Linked DNA regions of Gossypium hirsutum: regions 1 and 3 are each linked to region 2. The links are chromatin contacts, called in public Hi-C maps. All regions are on one chromosome and are shown on one strand. Each heading gives the region's core, a stretch centred on a gene start, on an enhancer-like site or on the middle of the called end of the contact. The rest is flanking DNA. Distances are from core to core; before and after follow the strand shown. Region 1 overlaps LOC107897884 (a long non-coding RNA gene). Region 2 has its middle 33 kb from the start of LOC107915406. Region 3 has its middle 10 kb from the start of LOC107895890.

Region 1 (3,055 bases), core at 26-2,525, 820 kb after region 2:
TTGAGAGTTATCCAGCCACAATCAAAGCAGGTTTTTAAGTGGGATATTTCTTTACGCGCTCAATCAAGAAACAACCAGTCATGGAAGAGTAAATGGCTTGTGGAAGACAAAGGAAAGAATCTTTCTAATTTTGGTAACACGAGATCAATGGGGGAAAGAAGAAAAGGGGAGATTCTGACATCAAATCTAGTAATTAAAGGAATTAATGAGGGGATTAGTCAAAAAGATTATGTTTCTGCTTCTGTGAAAGAAAAATGAAAGGCTATTGTTAATATAGGCCCAATAAAACTTGGGGTTATGATCCAAAGCAATGACGAGTTTGATGAGGAGATGGTAACCCATGAAGAAACTAATGGTCCAATAATGCACAGTGATGGACTCAAAAGACCCTGAATTCACCATATTGTTTAACGAAACTCTTGTTACTTATTTGCAAGTACACAATAATTCAAGATCGGCAGGCCTTACTAAATAAGCCAGCGGGAGCAATGAAACTCCTAAGCTGGAATGTTTGGGGCTTGGGGAGGCCTCGAACTATCAATCGTCTCTAGCATAGGCTGAAAGATATAAGTCCCACGGTGGTGTTTTTAATTGAGACAAAACTTCAAGGTTATCAGATGGAGAAGGTCAGACCCAAGTGCGGTTTTCTTAATGGAATTGATGTTGATTCAAATGGTAGAAGTAGGGGTTTATCGTTAGGCTGGAATAATAATTGCAAAATCTCTCTTCTCTCTTTTTCAAGTAGGCAGATAGATGTTATGATTGATGAGGATTCAGAGGGGAAAACTTGGAGATGTAAGGGGGTTTACGAAGCACCAGAGGAAAATTTGCGAGAAACATCTTAGAATTTGCTACGTACTCTGAATGATTCCCCACAGATTCCTTAGGTTGTTATTGGAGATTTCAATGAAATTGCATATTCATCTAAGAAGAAAGGGGGGCTAACTAGGAGGGAAAGACAAATGTGTAGATTTCGAAAAGTTATGGATGACTGTTCTCTCACTGATATTGGTTTCAATGGTCAGTGGTTTACTTGGGAAAAAGGACGTATGAGAATTAATAATATTTGAGAACGTCTTGATAGAGGTATTGCGAATCATCCTTGGTGGGATTTATTTCCTAATTTTAAATTAAGTCATCTATCTCATGCATTTTCAGACCATTGCCCTCTGTTGCTTAATTCAAATTTTGGGAATCAACATTCGAAGCAGTGGCAGTTCAGATTTGAAGCTTCGTGGTTGCTGAAGGACTCTTGTGAATTGGAGGTAAGAAGAATTTGGACCGAGAGTGTGGGGCCTATTCCAAATAAGATAAAGGCTATGGGTATGGGCCTTGAGGAATGGTTTAGGGGAATTAAAAAAAAAGTCTATCACGAAGAAAGAGTTGGAAAAACAGTTGCTTCAACTAAATAACGAAATCCCTACGGACGAGATTTTGGGGAAAATTGTAGAGACCAAGCTGCAAATTAATATGGAGGTGGATAAGGAGGAGCTTTATGGGAATAGAGAGCTAGAGCGAATTGGCTGAAAAATGGGGATAGAAATACCCGTTTTTCCACCAATCGGTAATTGATCGATGTAAAAGGAATAAGGTGGAAGAGTTAGTGGATGGCGAGGGTAATACCCATGCGAGCAATGCTACTTTATTATGGCTGGCCACTGATTATTTTACTTCTCTTTTTACAACGAAAAGTGTTGGAGATCCAAGCTCAATTTAGAAGGTGTTGAGCCATGTATTTCTCAACAGATGAACGAGGACCTTGAGAAGGATTTTACATATGAAGAGGTGTGTTCGGCTCTTAAAGCCATGAGCCCACTAAAAGCTTCTGGCGAAGATGAGATAGGGATGATTTTCTACCAAAGGTTTTGGCATATCATGGGCAAAGATGTGGCTAATTTCTGTATTGAGACGTTGTAGGGGTTGCATAATATGGCTGAAATTAACAACACAAAACTTGTTTTAATTCCCAAGGTCAGTTCTCCTCGGTACATGACTCAATTTAGACCTATTAGTCTTTGTAATATTTTATATAAAATCATTTCAAAGATTTTGGCGAATAGGTTTCAAAAGATTCTCCATTTGTGTAATGGTGAAGCATAAAGTGCTTTTGTCTTGGGAAGACTCATTACGGATAATATCATAGCTGCATATGAAACTTTACATTCTATGAAGAGAAAACAAATAGGGAGAAAGGGGTCATTTACTTTAAAACTTGATATTAGTAAAGCTTATGACCAGGTTGAATGGAGTTTTATGCATGTTATGCTTCGAAGGATGGGGTTTTTGGATAGGTGGATTGAGAAAGTTACTATTTGTGTCACGTCGATCTTGTATTCTATGTTTATGAATGGGGAGGTGGGGGATTCATTTTTCCTGTCTTGAGGCCTTCGCCAAGGGTTCCCTATTAGTCCTTATTTATTCTTTATATGTGGTGAAGGCTTGTCGACTCTTCTTAGAATGGCTGCTACTAGGGGAGTTGTCAATGGCTTTCGGGTTAGTAGGCAAGCACCACGAATCACCCATTTGTTTTTTGCAGATGATAGCCTTATCATTGGAGATGCGTCTATCAATAGAGCAATGGTGATCAAAGATATTTTAGAGGTTTATGTTAACTGTTCTGGCCAAAAAGTCAACTTCGACAAGTTAGAGATCTTTTTCAGTTCCAATGTTGATCAGTTTCACAGAGATGAGGTTTGTAGGGTTTTGGGGGTTAATCAGAATCTAAATCTGGATAAATACCCTAATCTCCCTTCAATGGTGGGGTGTAACAAACATAGGGCTTTTAAGGAACTTAAAGAAACGCTAATTAAAAGAGTCTCAAGTTGGAGCTCGAGATTACTTTCCATAGGGGGCGGGAGGTTCTTATCAGAGCTGTGCTCCAGGCTATTCCACTATATGCTATGAATTGTTTTTTGTTACCGTCAGCCATTTGTAGAGATTTGGAAGCGGTCATGGCTCAATTTTGATGGCAAAAAAAGCAGGAAAAAAAAGGCTTCATTGGTGTTCATGGAAGGAGCTGCAGGTATCAAAAGAGGAGGGCGAGATGGGGTTTCGA
Region 2 (2,769 bases), core at 224-2,723:
GAACCTATACGCAGGGAAGAAACTGTGGTTGATGGTTCAGACATGAATATAACTGAGATGGGTTATCTGGGAAACTCTAAAAAATCAAGATAAACGCGTATAGGCAGAATAAGACAGAGCGATGACGTTTAGATGATGGTTATGTCAAGTAAAAGGGGAAGTTTTACATTTGAGGAGGAATTACGTGGAAACTTGATTGGTGACAATAAAATTTAAAAAAAGGGTAGAATGGAGTCTGATGGGGTTAAATCTTCAATCTTGGAGGAAATGGGAGATCAGTTGATGGTACCTCTACATTTTGGATCGACAGCTGCCAGTAGGCTAGCCGACCGGAGCCAATGAAAATAATTAGTTGGAAAGTTCGAGGATTGGGGAGTCCTCGAGCAAATAGAAGACTTCGGTTTTTACTGAAGCAACACAATCCCCAACTGGTCTTCATTATGGAGACAAAGGTAAATGCTACACGAATGGAAAGTATTAGGAAGAGATGTGGGTACATGAATAGTTTTGATGTGGAAGCTGATGGTTCGAAAGGGGGTTTATCATTGACATGAAAACACGATGTTCAGGTAACCATAATCAGTAGTTCGAATAACCATATTGATAGCCTGATAAAAGGAAAGCCTGACAGCAAAGTTTGGCGTTTTACGGGTTTCTATAGGAACCCCGTTCAAAATGAGCGATCCAATACTTGGAATTTATTGAGGCAACTAGGAAGACTCTGATCTTATCCTTGGATAGTCTGTGGGGATTTTAATGAAATTCTTTACTCTTTTGAGAACGAATGAGGGGTTCTAAGAGAGGAAAAGAGAATGGAGGCTTTTCCTGTTGCTCTTGAGGAGTGTCAATTAATGGATATAGGTTTTTTGGGTTTATGGTTCACGTGGGAAAGGGATAATTTTGCTTCAACAAATATACGGGAAAGGCTTGATAGAGGGGTAGCGAATGTAGCATGGTTTTTGGACTTCCCACATGCACGGATTCAACATTTAGCTTATTCACACTCTAACCATTGCCCTATTCTTTTATCACTGAGAAGGAGAATAAAAAATGTCGTAAGCCTGCATTTCGGTTCAAAGCATGGTGGTTACTTGAAAGTACTTTTGAAAAGAGGCAAAGGATTCTTGGGGTAATATGCAAGGGGTTCTATCGGATAAGCTGGAAGGACTCAAGCAGACGATTAGTCAGTGGGCATGTCAAGTAAAGAATGCTAGACGAGGCATCAAGAAGCACTTATGTAGTAAGCTGGATAAATTAATGCAAGAGGATAGGAACGATGAAAATTTAGATGAAATTATTGCTACAAAAATACATCTAAATATGGAAATCGATAAAGATAAAGCCTATTAGGAACAAAGAGCTCGCGCAGATTGGCTAAAATTGGGCGATAGAAATACAACATTCTTCCATAGGTGGGTCACCCAGAGGAATAGGGCTAATGTTATCAACAGTTTGTAGAACAATTTAGGGGAACACATGTTTGATGAGGATGGGAAAGCTAATATTGCAAAGACTTATTTCCAGGAGCTGTTTACGTCGAGGGGTATAAGTAACCCAGAATTGATTTTGGAAGGGGTGGAAAGATGCATTAACAAAGATACTAATGCAAAGATTAGGGCAAACTATACTGAATAAGAAATATGGATCGCTTTGAAGTCAATGGGTCCCACAAAGGCTCCTGGTGATGATGAGTTCCTATCTATCTTCTTCCAAAAATGCTGGCACATAGTAGAAAGTGAGGTAACATCCTTTTGCTTAGAATTTTTAAATCAAGGAAAGGAAATTGCAAACATAAATGTTACCAATATTTTTTTAATTCTTAAAATTTCACAGCCCACAGATATGAAAAATTTTAGGCCTATTAGTCTTTGCAATTTTCTATACAAAATAATAGCAAAAGCAGTAGCAAACAAATTTTAGAATGTTTTAGAAGTGTGCATTGACAAAGCATAGAGTGCCTTCGTCCTAGGCCGGCTCATTACTGATAACATGCTAATGGCTTATGAGATCATGCATACGTTAAAAAAGAAAAGAATAGGGAAGAAAGGGCACATGGCTTTAAAATTGAACATGAGTAAAACCTATGATAGGATTGAATGGGAGTTCCTTGGGGCTATGATGAAACGCATGGGTTTCGCTCATTCCTGGGTATCTTTTATTTTGAGATGCACGGTCTTTTACTCTATTCTTCTAAACAGAGTTAAAGGAGAATGTTTTCAACCAAAGAGAGGACTATGGCAGGGGGACCCTCTAAGTCTATATTTGTTTCTTATATGCAGTGAAGGTCTTTCATCACTTATGTGTTCGGCTATCAAAAGAGGGAATACTAAAAGATTGAAAGCAAATAGGTGTGGTCCACAGATTTCACACATTCTCTTTGCTGATAATTGTATCATTTTTGGGGAGGCAACAACTCGAGGAACGAGCAAAGTCAAAGAAGTTTTAAAAGAGTATGAATCCTGTTCAAGGCAATGTGTGAATTTTGAAAAATCAATGGTGTTTTTTAGCACAAATACCTCAGAAGATGATTGATTCACAGTCACGAATTTGTTAGGAATGCGAAGATCAAACGATATAGAGAAGTATTTTGGTCTTCCCAATGTGGTAGGTAAGAAGAAAAAATCTTCCTTTCAGAATCTAAAGGACAAAATTAAAAAGAGAGTCGATGGCTGGAGTTTTAGATGTCTGTCACAAGGTGGGAGAGAAGTCTTTATCAAATCTGTACTGTAGGCAATTTTGACTTATTCTATGATGTGTTTTCTACTGCTA
Region 3 (2,937 bases), core at 260-2,759, 730 kb after region 2:
TTTCAATATTTTAAGATACTTGTGTTAAATCGACCTAAACCTTTAATGGGCCTAACGCCAAAGCCCATGTGTTAAATGTCCAATTTTTGTCAAACTGTGGTACAAACTTTTAATACAAGATTCTAAAATTCCAAACTAATTTTTTATATCAAATATCATATTTAAATATTATTTTCATCATAAAAATCTTAAGAATTGACCAAATTACCCTTTTACAGCAAAATTACTAATTAATCCCTTTTTGTCCTTTTTAGTGATTTCCTCTTAGAATTCGATACTTAGGACAATTCAAGCCCATAATTCATCATAAATCTTTAATATCATTCCATAAGTAGTAAAAATTACACTTTAGCTCTTATCCAGCCAAGAATAGAAATTTATAATTTAGTCCCTGTAGTATTTAAAGTTTTCCAATTTAGTCCAAAAAGTAATTTCCATCTCACCACAAAACTTTCCAAATCATTCCATGTCAATTAATCCATCATAATTCATATTTTCTATTTTTGGTCAATTTTATACATTAATCCTCGTACTCTTCAAAATTTACGATTTGATCATTTTTATTATATTTCCACTTTACAACTCTTTTCACATATTTCCTTCTCCACTATAAAATTCCTATCATAAAATTCTTCATTTGAATCATTCCTTAAGTTTCCTCGTAATTTCTCGATATTCGAACTTAAAATTAAACCACGTGACATATCAAAACTTTATTAAACATCTAATTTTTGTTGACTCTTGGCTGGAATAAATTTTAGTTGCTCATAATAAGAGAATAACAATGGAAAATGAAAAACTTTATTAATTTAAAATCGGAAAAGAAAGAATCCCTCAAACAATGGAGCGCGGCTACTGCTTAAAACCAAATGATAAGTCGATCTTTTCTTTGTTGGACTATTGCCCCCCCTTAAAAAATGGAGAAAATGTGTTCAATTTAATTCTTGTAGATAAATTTTAATTTTACATAACTGATTAAAAAGATAATCTAATACTTCTCACCAAAAAAAAAAGATAATCTAATACTAATTAAACTCCTAATTACATATCTTTACAAATTGAAATAAATATAAAATTAACTACTAAAATAAAACTAATCTTAAAATCTAAAAAGTCTTATATGTCACTTTTTGATTTCATGCCAAATCTTTCCCAGTGATTTACATTCCAACTTGTATTTTAATATCTTAAACATGTGTTGCACCTATAAAGTAACAAAATTAGTAGTGTCTGTCTAAAATTAATTAGAATTAACCACAAAAGCATGTCAACTTAGAACATTATCACCTGTTTTTTTCATTTTGAAATGACTAGAAATGGTTGATCCTTTGATTTTGGTTGAATTGTTGGAGACTATTGAGATAGAATAGAGTCGTAGAGGATGGATCCTCCGATTCACGAGCTTTTATTCTGTTTTTTTTTCCTTATAATGACGTTATGGGGAAAGCATAGAGGCCTATTGGGTCTTAAAGGGATTTGGGTCGCATCAGTAATGCCCAAAACCAAAGGCCTTTTAATACAAATCACAGTGTCTCGATCCAATGCTTTGAAAGCTTGGCCCAAGAATTTATCAGTCTTTGCAAGGGTCCCTTCAAATTCAAATTTCTGAGAGAAGTTATAGAACTAACGGCATTACATATCCTGATTAAAGTTATTTAATGAGGTTGGTGGCACATGTGTTATATAGTTCATTGAGACGACTTGTTGAGGCAACTGTAGATCAGTAGCCACTCTGCATCACTTTTTCAAATCTATACGCGTCATTTGAATGGAAATTCCCCACTTCCCACGATTTACAAAATTAGGACCCCTACAAACACCTCAAGGAATTCTACATTGTTTGTCGAGCATGAAACCGCAAGAGGTAACAGAAGAACAAATAAAGCTTCGAGGTTTTCCTTTTTGGATAAAGAATGATTATTTTAATTACCACGTTAATGACTACATGAGCTAAAATAACATGTTAATTTATTAATAAGTTTTTCTTAACATTTTGAGCTATCAAGATTCGAGAGAAGATTTGTAAAATCAAAGAAAAAGACACTGAATTATTATATGATTAATTTTTTAAGATTAAGAGCAATTCAAATATATATATACAAACTATCCGCAACATGAAATTATCACACAATCTCTTATTCAATATTTTTTCTAAGGGTTACTTCCTACGGAGAGGAAGATTATTGATGCCACAAGCTAGGGTATGTGGCATCTGTGCTATTCTTTATCATACGGTGGATGCATGCTCAATTCTTCAAGGCGACTTTTTAGTAGAAGTTTTTGTTGTTGAAAATTTTCCAAAACCACCCTAAAAATGATACGATCATTATTCCAAAACATATAATGCAAGGCGAAGAGATCACCCAAAATTTAATTATGGAGCATATCTTTAGTGTAGTCTGTAGAATCAGTTAATGCCTCATCTTAAACAATCACAATATTTAGGTATGTGAATTTCGTAGTCACTAATATTCAAAAATTTCAACAAAAAATAACGATATTTCAATAATAAATGAAGGCGAATATTCAAAACCTAGAATCAAATAATTCAAAAATAAATAAAATGTTGTTTAGCAAACAAAATATATAAATATAAATAAAACATGAATAGAATAATTTATATTTAAATTGTAATAAGACAAATTCGGGCATCAACATTTAAACATTTCACATCACGTAACATTGGGTGGGTGTGCCTCAACCCTAACAAGTTTGAAATTGCACCTCCACTATGCACAAGGTAAGGTTTCAAACTTAATCATTCAATTAATTTTTAAGAAGGTTCCTATATATATACACATCTCACACTTGATATTTAACAAATGTGGGATCCAAGTTTTTACTTTACCTCAACAAATATATTCATATAGCTTACTTTGAGCATCAATTTCTCATTCATCACTCAACCATTTTGAGTATATGATATATCGACGTAAA

What was found. A called contact is a pair of places that touch in the nucleus more often than the background predicts.
Region 1: a contact with region 2 is called in a Hi-C map of hypocotyl, with 2.6 times the contacts expected there. The contact joins two enhancer-like sites. A contact is called at or near these places in 4 of 34 Hi-C or Micro-C datasets (hypocotyl and leaf).
Region 3: a Hi-C map of hypocotyl shows a contact between it and region 2, with 2.9 times the contacts expected there. The contact joins two enhancer-like sites. A contact is called at or near these places in 3 of 34 Hi-C or Micro-C datasets (hypocotyl and leaf).

Annotation. Positions count from the first base shown.
Region 1 is chrA10:30,577,306-30,580,360 of Gossypium_hirsutum_v2.1, reverse strand. All of the region lies in intron 3 of LOC107897884 (a long non-coding RNA gene), which reads right to left. Among protein-coding and RNA genes, the nearest start is that of LOC107897884, 3.4 kb to the right of the region's middle. Within about 2 kb of position 1,275, at least 8 of the 9 cell types and tissues checked have an H3K27ac peak or open chromatin away from gene starts, as enhancers often do. A contact at or near this core is called in hypocotyl, where this site is marked.
Region 2 is chrA10:31,397,250-31,400,018 of Gossypium_hirsutum_v2.1, reverse strand. No RefSeq gene overlaps it. Among protein-coding and RNA genes, the nearest start is that of LOC107915406, 33 kb to the left of the region's middle. Within about 2 kb of position 1,473, at least 4 of the 9 cell types and tissues checked have an H3K27ac peak or open chromatin away from gene starts, as enhancers often do. A contact at or near this core is called in hypocotyl, where this site is marked.
Region 3 is chrA10:30,670,428-30,673,364 of Gossypium_hirsutum_v2.1, reverse strand. No RefSeq gene overlaps it. Among protein-coding and RNA genes, the nearest start is that of LOC107895890, 10 kb to the left of the region's middle. Within about 2 kb of position 1,509, at least 3 of the 9 cell types and tissues checked have an H3K27ac peak or open chromatin away from gene starts, as enhancers often do. A contact at or near this core is called in hypocotyl, where this site is marked.